Regions from separate parts of the Mus musculus genome. Here region 1 is linked to region 2. The links are chromatin contacts, called in public ChIA-PET maps. All regions are on one chromosome and are shown on one strand. The core of a region is the stretch at or near the end of the contact, and the rest is flanking DNA. Distances in the headings are between cores, read along the strand shown. Region 1 overlaps Spef2 (sperm flagellar 2). Region 2 has its middle 43 kb from the start of Il7r.

The links. ChIA-PET counts read pairs in DNA pulled down with a chosen protein or histone mark.
Region 1: an RNA polymerase II ChIA-PET map of memory CD8 T cells shows a contact between it and region 2, with 267 read pairs. The contact joins two enhancer-like sites. A contact is called at or near these places in 5 of 484 Hi-C or Micro-C datasets (CD4 T cells, CD8 T cells, Th1 cells and 1 more) and 4 of 115 datasets of contacts at active chromatin or transcription factors (CD8 T cells, effector CD8 T cells and memory CD8 T cells).

The regions. Positions count from the first base shown.
Region 1 is chr15:9,697,057-9,704,382 of GRCm38.p6, reverse strand. It overlaps Spef2 (sperm flagellar 2), which reads left to right. Exons shown (of 37, transcript NM_001305042.1): 10 at 1-10. Among named protein-coding and RNA genes, the nearest start is that of Spef2, 48 kb to the left of the region's middle. Within about 2 kb of position 2,257, at least 44 of the 459 cell types and tissues checked have an H3K27ac peak or open chromatin away from gene starts, as enhancers often do. A contact at or near this core is called in Th1 cells and memory CD8 T cells, where this site is marked.
Region 2 is chr15:9,569,015-9,575,901 of GRCm38.p6, reverse strand. No RefSeq gene overlaps it. Among named protein-coding and RNA genes, the nearest start is that of Il7r, 43 kb to the right of the region's middle. Within about 2 kb of position 3,836, at least 31 of the 459 cell types and tissues checked have an H3K27ac peak or open chromatin away from gene starts, as enhancers often do. A contact at or near this core is called in Th1 cells and memory CD8 T cells, where this site is marked.

The sequences.
Region 1 (7,326 bases), core at 1,008-3,507, 130 kb before region 2:
AGATTATAAGGTACATACTAATATGTAATAATTTGGGTGAACAAATCATAATAAATTCTTTTTCTTAATGCTAATTTGTGGCATTTTATTTAACTCCTATTAATGAAAATAGACATTTACATTTACACTCTCTCCTGGGTTAATTCATGTACATGACTGAGTTTTGCCTGCTTAGAGTACTCATCATTATTATTTGTTGCTCATGGTAATATTAGATCAGTCTAAAAGTAATTAAGTGTGATATATTGAGCAAGCAGGGGTCAGAAGAATGCCTTGCTAGAATTTTTCTTTCATGAGCTGTCTACCTTTGTTTCAAAAACAATTGTTAAAAGATAATTTTCAAAGTAAGTTAGCTCAATTGTATATTGTTTCATAGGAAAAATGGAAAAGAAAGTGGTTATGGTTTAGAGTGGCATAAATTCATATAGTATTTTATTCAAATAATAAAAGTTTGGATGAAAATTGCATAGTCTGTATACTTTTTCAGTTCAATGTTATTTTACATTTAAATTATACATATTTATGAAATAAATATGATAATTTGATATAAGTATACAATACATGTGGTTTATACCACTTTATGTTATATTTATATTAAGAGTTCAGAACAAAGAAATCACTAATGTTTTAAGGAAATGGAAATACCACCTCCCTGTTAGAAAGTTATTCAGAAACCTTTGGGATTAAACAGTGGACTTTATTCACAACTAACTGTAGACCTCTGGTCTCTAATCTCTAAGCACTGGAGACATTTGATACCTCAATTTATGAAGTAATGATGCTGATGCTGTTGATGAACTTATTTTGTCTTTATTAAGTTCATTTTAGATGGTAAAGGTTAAATATGTAGCCCAATGGACTATGCATTAGATTAAAGCAATACATACTAATTTTATCCCCCAACTCTCCCCGTCACACTTCATTTCACCCATAGAATTGAAGATATAAAAGCAGTGTTCTTGAATGCAGATTCTGGGTAAAATGGTACAGCCATGGAGTGCAGAATGGGAACACTTATGGTTTCAAGTATCGCTAGCTTCTAGGTTAGCAAATACACAATGAAAATAGGAATGAATGAAAGGGGATTAGTGCATCACTGACAGTCATTGAATAGATGATAGGCATTAATTATGAGGATGGACACATAAAAGGAGTTCATGGCAATGACCAGGGCAGTGGGCAAAACAACACTGACGTGTAGATATCCAAGGAATTTAAGACTGCAGTAAAGTTAAGAAAACTATACATGCTTATGGGGAACCAAATGTACATCTTGTCTCTTTCTTTCTTTCTTTCTTTCTTTCTTTCTTTCTTTCTTTCTTTCTTTCTTTCTTTCTTTCTTTCCTTCCTTCCTTCCTTCCTTCCTTCTTCCTTCTTTCCTTCCTTCCTTCCTTCCTTCCTTCCTTCCTTCCTTTCTTTCTTCCTTTCTTTTTTTTTGTTGTTTTGTTTTGTTGCTTGTTTTTTTTTTCCTTTTTTTAATTAGGTATTTTCTTCATTTTACATTTCCAATACTATCCCAAAAGTCCCCCATTTCTCCTCCCCCCAATCCCCTGATCAGCCTCCAAACGCTGAAACCATTGCATACACTACCAAGATTTTGCTGAAAGGACCCAGATATAGCTGTCTCTTGTGAGGCTATGCCAGGGCCTAGCAAACACAGAAGTGGATGCTCACAGTCAGCTATTGGATGGATCACAGTGCCCCCAATGGAGGAGCTAAAGGGGTCTGCAACCTTATAGGTGTTTGTTTGTTTGTTTGTTTGTTTGTTTGTTTTTCCGAGACAGGGTTTCTCTCTGTAGCCCTGGCTGTCCTGGAGCTCACTCTGTAGACCAGGCTGGCCTTGAACTCAGAAATTCACCTGCCTCTGCCTCCCAAGTGCTGGGATTAAAGGCACGCACCACGCCCATCTTGTTCTAATGAAATGACAGTGTATTTATATCCTTGATAGGATTATTATTTATTTTTTAACTGACTAAAACCTTAAGAGCTACATATAGATTTTTATTTACTGTGGCTGTGGAATACTACCCTCACCACAACTAGTGTGTGTGTGTGCGTGTGTGTGTGTGTGTGTGTGTGTGTGTATAGTAAAGTCCAGTGAGAAAAGATGTTTTTGATAAATATCAAACTATGTTAAGCTATTTCTTTCCATCATCAATTAAGAAACCATTGCTGTCTGACTAAAGCTGAACCATCTGACAGCTTTAGCTGATTCACAACTCAGTACTTGTTCCTCAAAACAGTTTAGTGTACTCTGTTCTTTTTCTCATAAATCAGGAGACTTGTTAGGCCACAACTGAACCAAGCTCTGTGTTTCTAACTATATTTCTTGTTTGGGAAATGATTACCACAGGAACACACTTGTCTTACCCACATCCTGGGGCCCATGGCATACTTCTTTGGCAGGAAATTGTTGACTTTTGTTAGGAGTTTGTTACTGTCAGCCCAGTGCACTTCTTTTTGTGCAGCATCTTTGCTGAGTTTTGTTTGCTGTTTTCCCTTGGTTTTGTTGTTATTGATGTTTGTTTGTTTGTTTGTTTGTTAGAAATAAAAAGTCCCTTACAATTTCCTTATGCATGTGTATGGTTCTTTTTATTAATTATTTAATGTATTTACATTTCAAATATTGTTCCCCTTCCCAGTCTCCCTTTTGAAAACTCCATCCCTCCTCCACTTTGCCTCTAAGAGGGTGCTCCCCCACCCTCCCACCCACTCCCATCTCAACCATCTAACATCCCCCTTCACGGGGTCATCAATCCTCTACAGGACCAAGCTCCTCTCCTCCCACTGATGCCAGACAAGGCTATCCTTTGCTACAGATGTAATGGAAGCCATGGACTCACTCATGTTTACTGTTTGGTTGGTGGGTTTCGTCCATGGGAGCTCTGGGGGGGGGTCTAGTTAGTTGATATTGTTGTTCTTCCTATGGGGTTGTATCCTCTTCAGTTCCTTCAGTCCTTCCCCCAACTCCTCCACTGGGGTTCCTGTGCTCAGTCCGATGGCTGGCTGTGAGTATCTGTATCTGTATTGGTCAGGTACTGGTAGAACCTCTCAGAGGACAGCTATACCAGGCTTCTCTCTGTAAGTACTTCTTGACACCAGCAATAGTGTTAGGGTTTAGTATCTGCAGATGGAATGGATCCCAAGGTGGGGCAGTCACTGGATGGCCTTTCCTTCAGTCTCTGCTCCACTTTTTGTCCCTGTGTTTCCTTTAGACAGCAACAATTCTGGGTAAATGATTTTGAAATGAGTAGATGGCCCCATCCTTCAACTGGGGGCCATGTCTATCTATTGGAGGTGTTCTGTTAAGGTTCTATCTCCCCACTGTTGGATATTTCAGCTAATGTCAACCCCATTGGGTCTTGGGAGCCTCTTGCATCCCTGGCATCTGGGATTTTCTAGTGGTCTGTGCCCCTCCCCTGATACATAGTTCTATTTATTCTCCTGACCCTCTGGACTTTTCTCCTGTTTTAATTCCCCATACATGATCATCCTTCCTTCCCTCCCCTCCCCCAACCTTCTGCCTTTCCCTCCTTGCCGCCCTCAGTCAGGCCCTTCCTTCCCCATGCCTCCTGTGATTATTTTGTTCCCCCTTCTAAGTGAAATTGGAGCACCCACACTTTGACCTTCCTTCTTATTAAGCTTCAAATAGTCTGTGAGTTGTACAGTGGGTATTCTGAGTTTTAGGCTACTATCCACTTATCAGTGAGTTCATACCATGTATGTCCTTCTGGGTTTGGGTTATCTCACTCAGGATGATATTTTCTTGTTCCATCCATTTGTCTGCAAAAGCCATGAAGTCATCCTTTTTAATAGCTGAGTAGTACTCCATCGTGTAAATGTACCACATTTTCTGTATCCATTCTTCCATTGAGGGACATCTGGGTTGTTTCCAGATTCTGGTTATTATAAATTAGGCTGCTATGAACATAGTAAAGCACATGTCTTTGTTAGATATTGGAGCATCTTCTGGTATATGCCCAATAGTGGTATAGCTAGACCTTCAGATAGAAAAGTTTCCAATTTTTGGAGGAACCTCCAGAATGATTTCCAAAGTGGTTGTACGAGCTTGCAATTTCACTGAAAAAGGAGGAGTGTTCCTCTTTCTCCACATCCTTGCCAGCATCTGCTGTTGCCTGAGATTTTTATCTTGGCCATTCTGATTGGGGTAGACCTCAGGATCATTTTGATTATCATTTCCCTGATGACTAAGGATGTTGAACATTTCTTTAGGTGCTTCTTGGCCATTCAAAATTCATCATTTGAAAATTCTCTGTTTAACTCTGTACCCCATTTTTAATTGGGTTATTTGATTTTCTGAAGTCTAACTTCTTGAGATCTTTGTATATTTTGTATATTCGCCTTATATCATATGTAGGGTTGGTAAAGATCTTTTCCCAATCTGTAGGTTGCCATTTGGTCCTATTGACAATGTCCTTTGCCTTACAGAAGCTTTTAGGTTTCATGGGGTCCCATTTGTCAATTGTTGATCTTAGAGCCTGAGCTATTTGTGTTCTGTTCAGAAAAATTTCCCCTGTTTTGAAGGTTCTTTCCCACTTTCTCTTGTATTGTATTCAGTGTATCTGGTTTTATGTAGAGGTCTTTGATCCACTTGAACTTAAGCTTTTTACAAGGAGATACAAATGGATCAATTTGAATTCTTCTACAGTTGAGCCATTTCCATTTGTTGAAAGTGCTCTCTTTTTTCCACTGTATGGTTTTTGCTTCTTTGTCAAAGTTCAAGTGACCATAGGTATGTGGGTTTCATTTCTGCATCTTCAATTCTATTCCGTTGATCTACCTGTCTGTTTCTGTACCAATACCATGTTTTTGTTTGTTTGTTTGTTTGTTTGTTTGTTTGTTTTTGTCACAATTGCTCTGTAGTACAGCTTGAGATCAGGGATGGTGATTCATCCAGAGATTCCATAGTAGCAACTTAACATCATACTTGAAAGTTCTAGTACAGAAACAAGCAAACACACCAAAGAGGAGTAGAGGGCAGGAAATAGTCAAACTCAGGGTTGAAACCAACCAATTAGAAACAACTAGAATGATACAAAGAATCAACAAAACCAAAAGCTGGTTCTTTGGGAAAATCAACAAGCTAGATAAACCATTTTCCAAACTAACTAAAGGGCAAGGAGACAGTATCCAAATTAACAAAATCAGAAATGAAAAGGGAGATATAACAACTAAAACCGAGGAAATCCAAAAAAAAAAAAGTTGTCTGATGCTACTACAAAAGCCTATACTCAACAAAACTGAAAAATCTATATGAAATAGATGGCTTTCTAGACAAATACAACAAACCAAAGTTATATCAGGAACAGATAAGCTATCTAAACAATCCATAACCCATAAGGAAATAGAAGCAGTCATTAAATGTCTCCCAACCAAAAAAAAAAAAAAAAAAAAAAAAAAAAAAAAAAAAAAAAGCCAGGGCCAGATGTTTTTAATGCAGAATTCTATCAGATCTTCACAGAAGACCTAATACCAATACTTCTTAAACTATTTTGCAAAATAGAAACAGAAAGAACACTACCTAATTCATTCTATGAAGCCTCAGTTATGTTGATACCTAAATCATACAATGAGCCAACAAAGAGAAATTCAGACCAATATCCCTTATGAATATCAATGGCGAGAAAGCCTTTGACAATATACAACTCCCCTTCATGTTAAAAGTCTTGGAAAGATAAGGCATTCAAGGCCCATACCTAAATATAATAAAAGCAATATGCAGGAAACCAACAGCACCAACATCAAATTAAATGGGGAGAAACTGGAAGTAATCCCACTAAAGTCAGGGACAAGACAAGGTTGCCCACTCTCCGTACTTATTCAATGTAGTACTTGAAGTTCTAGCCAAAGCAAAAAAAAAAAAAAAAAAAAAAAGGGTTCAACTGGATACAAATTGAAAAGGATGAAGTCAAGATAAAACTATTTGTAGATATAATGGTACACATCAGAGATCCCAGAATTTCTAGCAGAGAACTCCTACAGCTGTCAACCAACTTCAACAAAGTGGCTATATATAAAATTAATTCAAACAAATCAATAGCTTTCTTCTACTCAAAGGATAAATGGGCTGAGAAAGAAATTAGGAAAACAACACCCTTCACAATAATCACAACTAACATAAAATATCTGGGCATAACTATAACCAAGCAAGTAAAAGATCTGTATTACAAGAACTTCAAGTCTCTGAAGAAAGAAATTGAAGAAGACCTCAGAAGTTGGAAAGATCTCCCATGCTCATGGATTACCAAAAGCAATCTACAGATTCAATGCAATCCCCATCAAAATTCCAACTCAATTCTTCAAAGAAATAGAAACTTCTCAACTTTATCTAGAATAACAAAAAACCCAGGATAGCAAAACCAATTCTCAACAATAAAAGAACCTTTGGGGGAATCACCATGCCTGACCCACAGCTTTGTTCTTTTACTTGCATGGTAAAATAGGTACCTGCAGATTGTTGGATACACTGACTTTTCTGTTATTGTTCTCTATTTTGAGGACTTTGTTCTTCTGAAGAACTTCTTCTAAATATTCCAACACATGGGAAAAATAAATATTACCACGCATAAAATATGTGTCTACAACAAATACAGGAGGGTACTATATCTTGGTTTAGATCATAGACTAGTTAGTTGCCCATATTTGTTACTGCTAAATTTGCTCAAGATTTCTATTTCTAGAAGTAAATGCAGATCTTCAAAAGTATTTGTGTTTTTGACATACTTGATTGATGTCTGTGCCTTTTTTCCCTAAAAAAAAAAAAAAAAACTGACAACATCCACATTTGAGCTCAGGTTTGTAAGAATGTATACTGTCCTAGGTAAACATCGATCCTCATGCTCTATTTGTAGAATGGCTACGTGCAAAGGAATAAATAAATAATGCAATAAATAAAATAAATAAGCCAATAAATAATGTTTCTAGACAATATTCATCTGCTAAGAGAAGACAGCATCATGACCAGTCATCCCCAGTAGGTAACAAAGGAAGTGGAAGAGGAACTTAAGAGCTACCTAGTAGATGTGGTAGCAGCTCAACCAGGGATTCTCCCAACCTTTCCAGCATAGGCATCGGTATGGGCACAGTACGGCTCCATGATTCCTCATCGTGTCTTTGTAACCTTCCCAAATCCCAAATGACACCCAGAGTCTGGTTCTTACTGGAAAAGTCCTCTTCTTCCTCATCTTCCTCCCCAGCAGTCTAATCTTACATATACACCTTACTAACAGTTCCTTATTGAGTAAGTTTAGTACAGTTTCTACATCCCTGGATTCTGCACCCACAGGGTCAGCTGATCACTTTAGA
Region 2 (6,887 bases), core at 2,587-5,086:
TTCTCCTAACCAGTCCTGTAGTTATGGAAATGTCGCAGATTCTCCTAGTCTCCCTTATTCAAACTTTCAAAGCTAACTCGGCCTCTTCCCTCACACCCAAATCTCAGTCACTATTGCTATAGATAGATAACCCTCACAATGGCCACCCCTGTCTCAATGGCACTCAAGCTCCCATCATGAACAAAAGACATCTCCCATCAACACAATTCTAGAAATGTAAACTAACTTGGTAGGGAGGAGATTTCCTCCTAACCTCACACTTGTTTATACTAAATCTATACATAGAACCACATTAGAGTATACATTACTAGAAAGCAAGGATTTATGAAAGCTAGTGAGATCCATAGTTTATTCCAGTCATCTCTTTTTAGGACCTTGACCCTGGTGTTACCCTAATCAGGCCAGTTATGAAGCCACCACCAACCTTACTTTCTCCTGCTTGTCTCCTTTCTAAACAAAGCTGCCATGACTCTTTCCTGATACCCTTTGCAATTCATTCCACCTCTTTTCACATTTCACTAGATTTGGCCTAATAAAACACATCATGTCACCTACAGGTGCAACTCCATCTACTCCCAAAAGTTTTCATGTCAGTTCCACAACAAAGCCTTGATACACAGAGGCATCTCTGGGCATCCTGTTGAGCCAGACGTAAGCAAAGTCACAAGCAGATTACCCTAAGATTCGAAGTATAAGTACAAAGAAAATGTTGTTTTCAAGCTTGCTTCAAAACAAATCTGGAAAGAGATGCTGGCCCAGACTTGTGGCTGCAGTTCAAAGCCCCAAAGGGGACCAGGGGGCTCAAAGGTGTGCCTTGAGCATTTCAGCTCAAACACTTGCTGTATCTTTTGCTAACTTCAGGCTAACCACAGGGAGACAGCTACTCTGTTCACCATTTCTTAAACATCCTCACCTTGCTATGCCCCCACAAACCAGGCAGAAACCACAACATCCTTCTAGTATACGACAGGCTTCACCATGTACTCTGGAGGCGGAGAGCTTAGTCTTCTTCCCCTCCACTTTCACTGTCTGAGCCCATTTCGTACCAAAGTCCCTGCAAATTAAAGTCTTTGCTGGCATGCTACCTCCGTGCGTTGGAAGGCACCACTTAGCTTCCAGATGCTACAAGAACCCCTTACATGTTTCTTCTGAATTTCTGCATTTAAGAGTTTGATTCATTCTGCCAGGACCACAGACTAGAAACTTCCTTTAAAATGGCATGTAAGACTAGACCACTGTCATATTTTAAGCAGGCAACTTCCTTCAAGCTGATGAGCATAGTTGTAATAGATGACATTTTCTTAAAGAAGTAGAAGTAGCTATCACGTAATGTTTTTTTTTTAATATATTTTTGATAAAGATACACTCACTGTTGGCCTTTAAACATTTATATAAGGTGTATTTTACTATGCTCAGGATATAACAAAAGGAGGCAAGGCATGAATATTTAGCAAGAATCTGGGATTTTTAACCAGGAAGAAACTCGCATAGAGTTTAATTCCTTTGTCTGAGAAACATTTTAGACATTAAACCTCTAAAGAGCTGAGTTCTGAGACTCTACTACTCAAGCAAAGCCACTGCAACATAGGAGCCATAATAATAAAGGTTTCTTTTATACATCTAAGTTTGATGTAGTGGTCAAATGAAGGCACATTCAGTATGCAAAATTTCTCTGATTTCTCCTATTACATGATTATGAGGCTATTTGGAGCATGGGCTGAAAATACAGATTTCTGGGTAGTCTTCTTCAAAATATGCAACAGACCAGAAATGCAGAAATTGATTTCTTATACCCATAAAGTCTTACCAATATGACCTCCTAAAGGTGAGCTGAACAAGGACATGACAGAATGGATAGGTAAAAGCTTAACTCTTCACAGAGAACTATAGGCAACTAAAGAAGGATGGGAGCAGGAGAGTTGTTCTTACTCAAGGATGAGAACACCAATGGCCAAATGGGAAGCCCTGAAAACATGCATACAAGTAACATTATTTAACAGGATATATATATATATACATGCATATATGTCATATGTACATGGAATAACAATTAAAAACGAGGCCATAGATTTGAAGGAGAGCAGAAGGAATATATAAGAGAGTTTGGAGAGAGAAAGAAAAGGGATAAATATTGTAATTATAACTCCCCCCAAAATATTTTAAAAGTGATTTCCTAGTCTTTTTTTTTTCTAACGTTTCCATTTTTTTTAAGGAGTACAAGATATAGTTCACTCTCTCCTTAAGTTCTTTAATTGAAAATGGAGAGCAAGCCTTATGATAAATAGCAATTGGCTTCATGCTCAAGGTTAGCTAGGGAGGTCACAGAGCTTGGCAAAGGGCCATAGCACAAGGTTAGCTATTGGCATGACAAGGGGCAGAGCACACGTTAACTGGCAACTACCAAATGTTAGCTGAAAATAAATTCAGAACATTTTGCAAAGTCCCTTGGGTTTTAAATGTTAATGATTAATTCAAATGTCTTATAATGCTATGTGGTCCAACGTTGCATAAAATAAATAAATATAGTGTACGAGACTTTTACATGACTTATGGTTTGTCACTTTCCTATGGTCAGACTTTCCAGAGGACATCATTTTAAGTAAGTTACAAACCACTGGTCTCCACATTGAGAATCTCAATACCCCATCACTGTTAACCCCTCTAGTGCCCTGTGCCCCCTTACATGTCATTCTCTGGGAGTCTGAATTCAAGATTGTCTCTTTCATCAGTGCAGTGCAGCACTCTGGCAGAGGCAGAACTGAGCAGATTAACTAGTACACTCCATCTCCTATTTTCCTCTTGGCTGGTTGCATATATGCAGGAATATTATACTTAATGCACACATATACAACATGTATAAATAACATAATTGGTTTCTGTCTTCTCCGGATGATGACTAACTAGTCTGCAACTGCCAGGCATTTGAACCCAGGAAGTCTAAGGATGTACATCGAGATCAATGATAAAGCTAAAACTCTTCTTATAGCCAGCTTCCTAATCGCCTGCACATGCTAAACACAGAGGGGTAGAAGAAAGACATTGAGCCTCTTGCGTGGGACGAGGTTGAGCCTTGAAGAAACCTGGACGTGGTAAAGTAGGACAGGCTACGAGAATAAGCACATAAACAAACTTCACAATCTCTTGATGCATCACACAATTGCCTGCAAGGTGGGTAGCAAAAGGAGGATGTTCAGCAATGCACTTTTACCTACCCATCAATTTTAACCACAAGAATAAATTGAAATGGAAAAGTCAGCTCAGATTTTTGCAGCCAGTCCCCTTTCTATGATGACAGATAGCATAAGGGAGTTGAAATGACAATAAATAGGTATTTAGATATTAATTCTGAGCAGACTGTTGATGTGGGAACCACAGCTGGAAGACATTTCCAAATAGGCTGCAGCCCCACAGCATAAAGACTTCTCTTTCTCTTGCAGGAATTCTTAAGAGTCTAGAAAGCATGGTCCAAAAGTGTGACCTACCTCCACCCCCATACCCAGCAATCACCTTGTTTTCAGACACCAGTATGGCCTTTTGTTCTTTGCAAAGTAAAATCAAACTTGCAAAATTAAAATGCATTCTCTGAAAACCTTCTTTACTGTGCTTTGTGGAATGCAGGTGCATAGACTTCCCTTTGTTCTCCTTCTGTCTGCTTGTTCTCTACCTGTTTCCCAACCCAGCCTCCAGCATCCCACAGCAAAGACTCTTAGAGTTGAGTTTCACATGGTGATTACTGAAACTGAAAATGAACATGGTTCTTCCTCCATCTGCCTGCGACATGGTAACTGTTGCTTCCTTTCACTCAAGATGGCCCTCAGTTCTATTTTCAACTCCCCAGACAACAGGAGGAAGTGGCCTAGGCAAAGCCAAGGAGGGTTTTCTTCCTAGCTTTCTGTTCCTAGATTGTCCTTAAGAAACAAGCAGATGACATTTAGTCATGAAGCCCACAGATGTTCCATGGTTCAGTGTCGTCTAGACAACAAGCTGTTGTTTGTCACTAACCTGGATTTTTCACCATAGATGGAACATAACCTCAGCACTACTCTGGAACTTAGAAGTCATAAACTGGAGTCAAACATCCTATAGAAAATGGATCCTGAGCATAGAACAAAGCAGACAGAACCCAGCAGTCAGGTACATTGGCAGAGTTACAGCCACTGTGTTCTTCAACTTGGATTTGTCTTCTGCCACAACCTTCTTGTGCTAATAGCCTCAGGAAAGAGAAATCTGACACAAAGAACTACAGGCAACTAAGAAATGCAATGAAGAGGAAGAGAGAGTCTTCCATAGGAAAAACAGCAATTTGTTATCCAGTACCAAATGGTCACCCCTGAAACACACAAACACACACACACACACATACACACGCACGCACACACGTGTGTGTGTGTGTGTGTGTGTGTGTGTGTGTGTGTGCATATGTGCGTGTATGTGTGTATGGAATATTATACAGACTGAGTAGGTTGTGTTTACAGTTATGTGCATGTAAAAACAATCAGTAACAAAGACTCCATGGATTTAAAGAGAGCTAGGAGGAGTATATGGGAGAGTTTGAAAAGGGAAAGGAAATTGATGTAATTGTGTTATAATCTCAAAAAACATCATAAAAAGAGAAAATTTAAGTATATGCTAAATGCTATTTCCCTAACATCTGATGCTTGGTACTTCTACAAAAGAGTGGCAGATAAGGAAGAGAGACTGAGTCCTTCCCCCCTCACACATTCTAGCCACACCAGAGACAGGGACCTGCTAGAAGAAAGCAGAGACAGATTTTACCAGCAAGAATGAGGGTGACCAGAAGAAAGGAGCAAATCAGAAGAAAAGTAAGGAATAGTAGGTACTCTCATGACAGCAGGGCTTGCTTTGAAACGATGAAGACAATATTCTTACTCTCAAATACTTGGGTAACACTTTTAGGTGGTCATTGCCCATGAGCAAGTGGGTGGATGTGAAAATCTCCTTTTAAAAGTAAGACCATTCACAGTTTTAAAGTGGTGGCACTTAGAACAACCACGTTTAAAAGACTTGTGGAATTGAACCAAATGAGTCCAATTAAATTTCTGTATGTTTTTAACCTAGGCTTCATGAAAAGCCAACAAAGAAGAAATCAGCACTGCATTCCTGATGGAGAGAAGGGGCATTTTAAGATTTAAGTGTGTGTGTGTGCGTGTGTCTGTGTGTGTGTCTGTGTGTGTGATGTGTGTGAATCCAAACATGTGTACACGTTGCTACAGAGGTGAAAAGAGTGTGTTGGATCCATTGAAACTGTAGTTGAAGGCAGTTCTGAGTCCTGAGGTTGGACTGGGAGCTGATCCCTAGCTTCTGAGTCACATTTTCAGTTCCTGTAAGGGATTCTCAACCTAAGAAGACTTCTAAGAACCAGCATTATGGTGAGTGGCTCCAAAGCTAACCAAAATGTCAGAGACGTTTATTCACGTCATCAAACCTCACCCTCTCAACAAATTTAACTTTATATCCTATCTTCAAGGCATCTCAAACCAGCTGGTCAGCTCCCTGCACCTAAGTCAACTTAGTAGCTTTTACTTTTCCAGAAGGCCCACTACTGCACATTTAACAGTGGATTTATGGTCATAATTCAAACCATGGGACTGCGTAGAAGGGTTTGAAAGTTTCCAATGGCACTGACTCACTGTCTGCCTTACCAAGTGTGCCCTGTCAAATAAACCCTCATTGATGTCACTGCATTCTCATAACCCCAAAAACTAAGATTCAGAGCTGGGAAATGGTTCCACTTGCACCACATCTCTTAGACTGGTGCACAATGGTGTAATGGCATTGGTAATAATGTGTGAGAGGACCACGTTCCCAGGAAGTCTTGAGAGGAAAACTTAACTATTTTCAGAGTTCTTCCTCTTCTTCTTCTCCTCCTCCTCCTCCTTCTCTAAATTTTACTTTATTAGATATTTTCTTTATCTACATTTCAAATTCTATCCCGTAAGTTCCCTATACCCTCCCACCGCCCTGCTCCCCTACCCACCCACTCCCACTTCTTGGCCCTGGTGTTTCCCCTGTACTGGGGCAGATAAAGTTTGCAAGACCAAGGGGCCTTTCTTCGCAATGATGGCCGACTAGGTCATCTTCTGCTACATATACAGCCTCAGAGCTCTTCTTGAAGGAGAAAAATGTGTGCATGGATTCCATGTCAAAGCTGTTTTGATCCTAGGCTTGTCTGCCAGTACTGGTACTTTCCACCACAGTACCAACCCCTGCTGCTGTGTTCCGCAACTGTTCTTCTAGAGATGGATGGTAGATGACGCTACCTCCAGTTTAATCGATGGCAAGTGATTGAAAACAAGATTTTCAGTGGGTTAAGCACATCTGAGTCACCGGGGATCATACCCTCTGGTTCCAGTTTCAGAGAAGTCTGTCTTCGACCTGCTTGTCTGCCTGTCTGGTCCATAAACTACACTTAGGATGCTATTTAGAATATTTTTATTTGCTCCCATAGAGGATTGAAGTGAGAGTCAACACCAAGAAAATAACAAAATGACAAATTTATTAAAATTAAATACTTGAAGTCTACTCAGAAATTGTATTTAGTATTGCTATGTAGGGGAAGACTTAAAAACATAGATATAAGCATTGATGTTTTACATATTTAAATTGTGATCCTTTTGGTGTATACATATAGTAAGGTGTGTGTGATGGCTCACAACTTATCCCAAGCACTTGAGAAGCAGAAACCAGAAAATTTCAAGGCCAAATATATATATATATATACACACACATATACATATATATATATATATACACACATATACATATATATGTGTGTGTGTATACAATTATGTAACTAGGAAATAAAAGCTCAATTACAAAAATAATTGAATTAGTTGTAGTATATTTGTAACACATGGCAGTGTAGT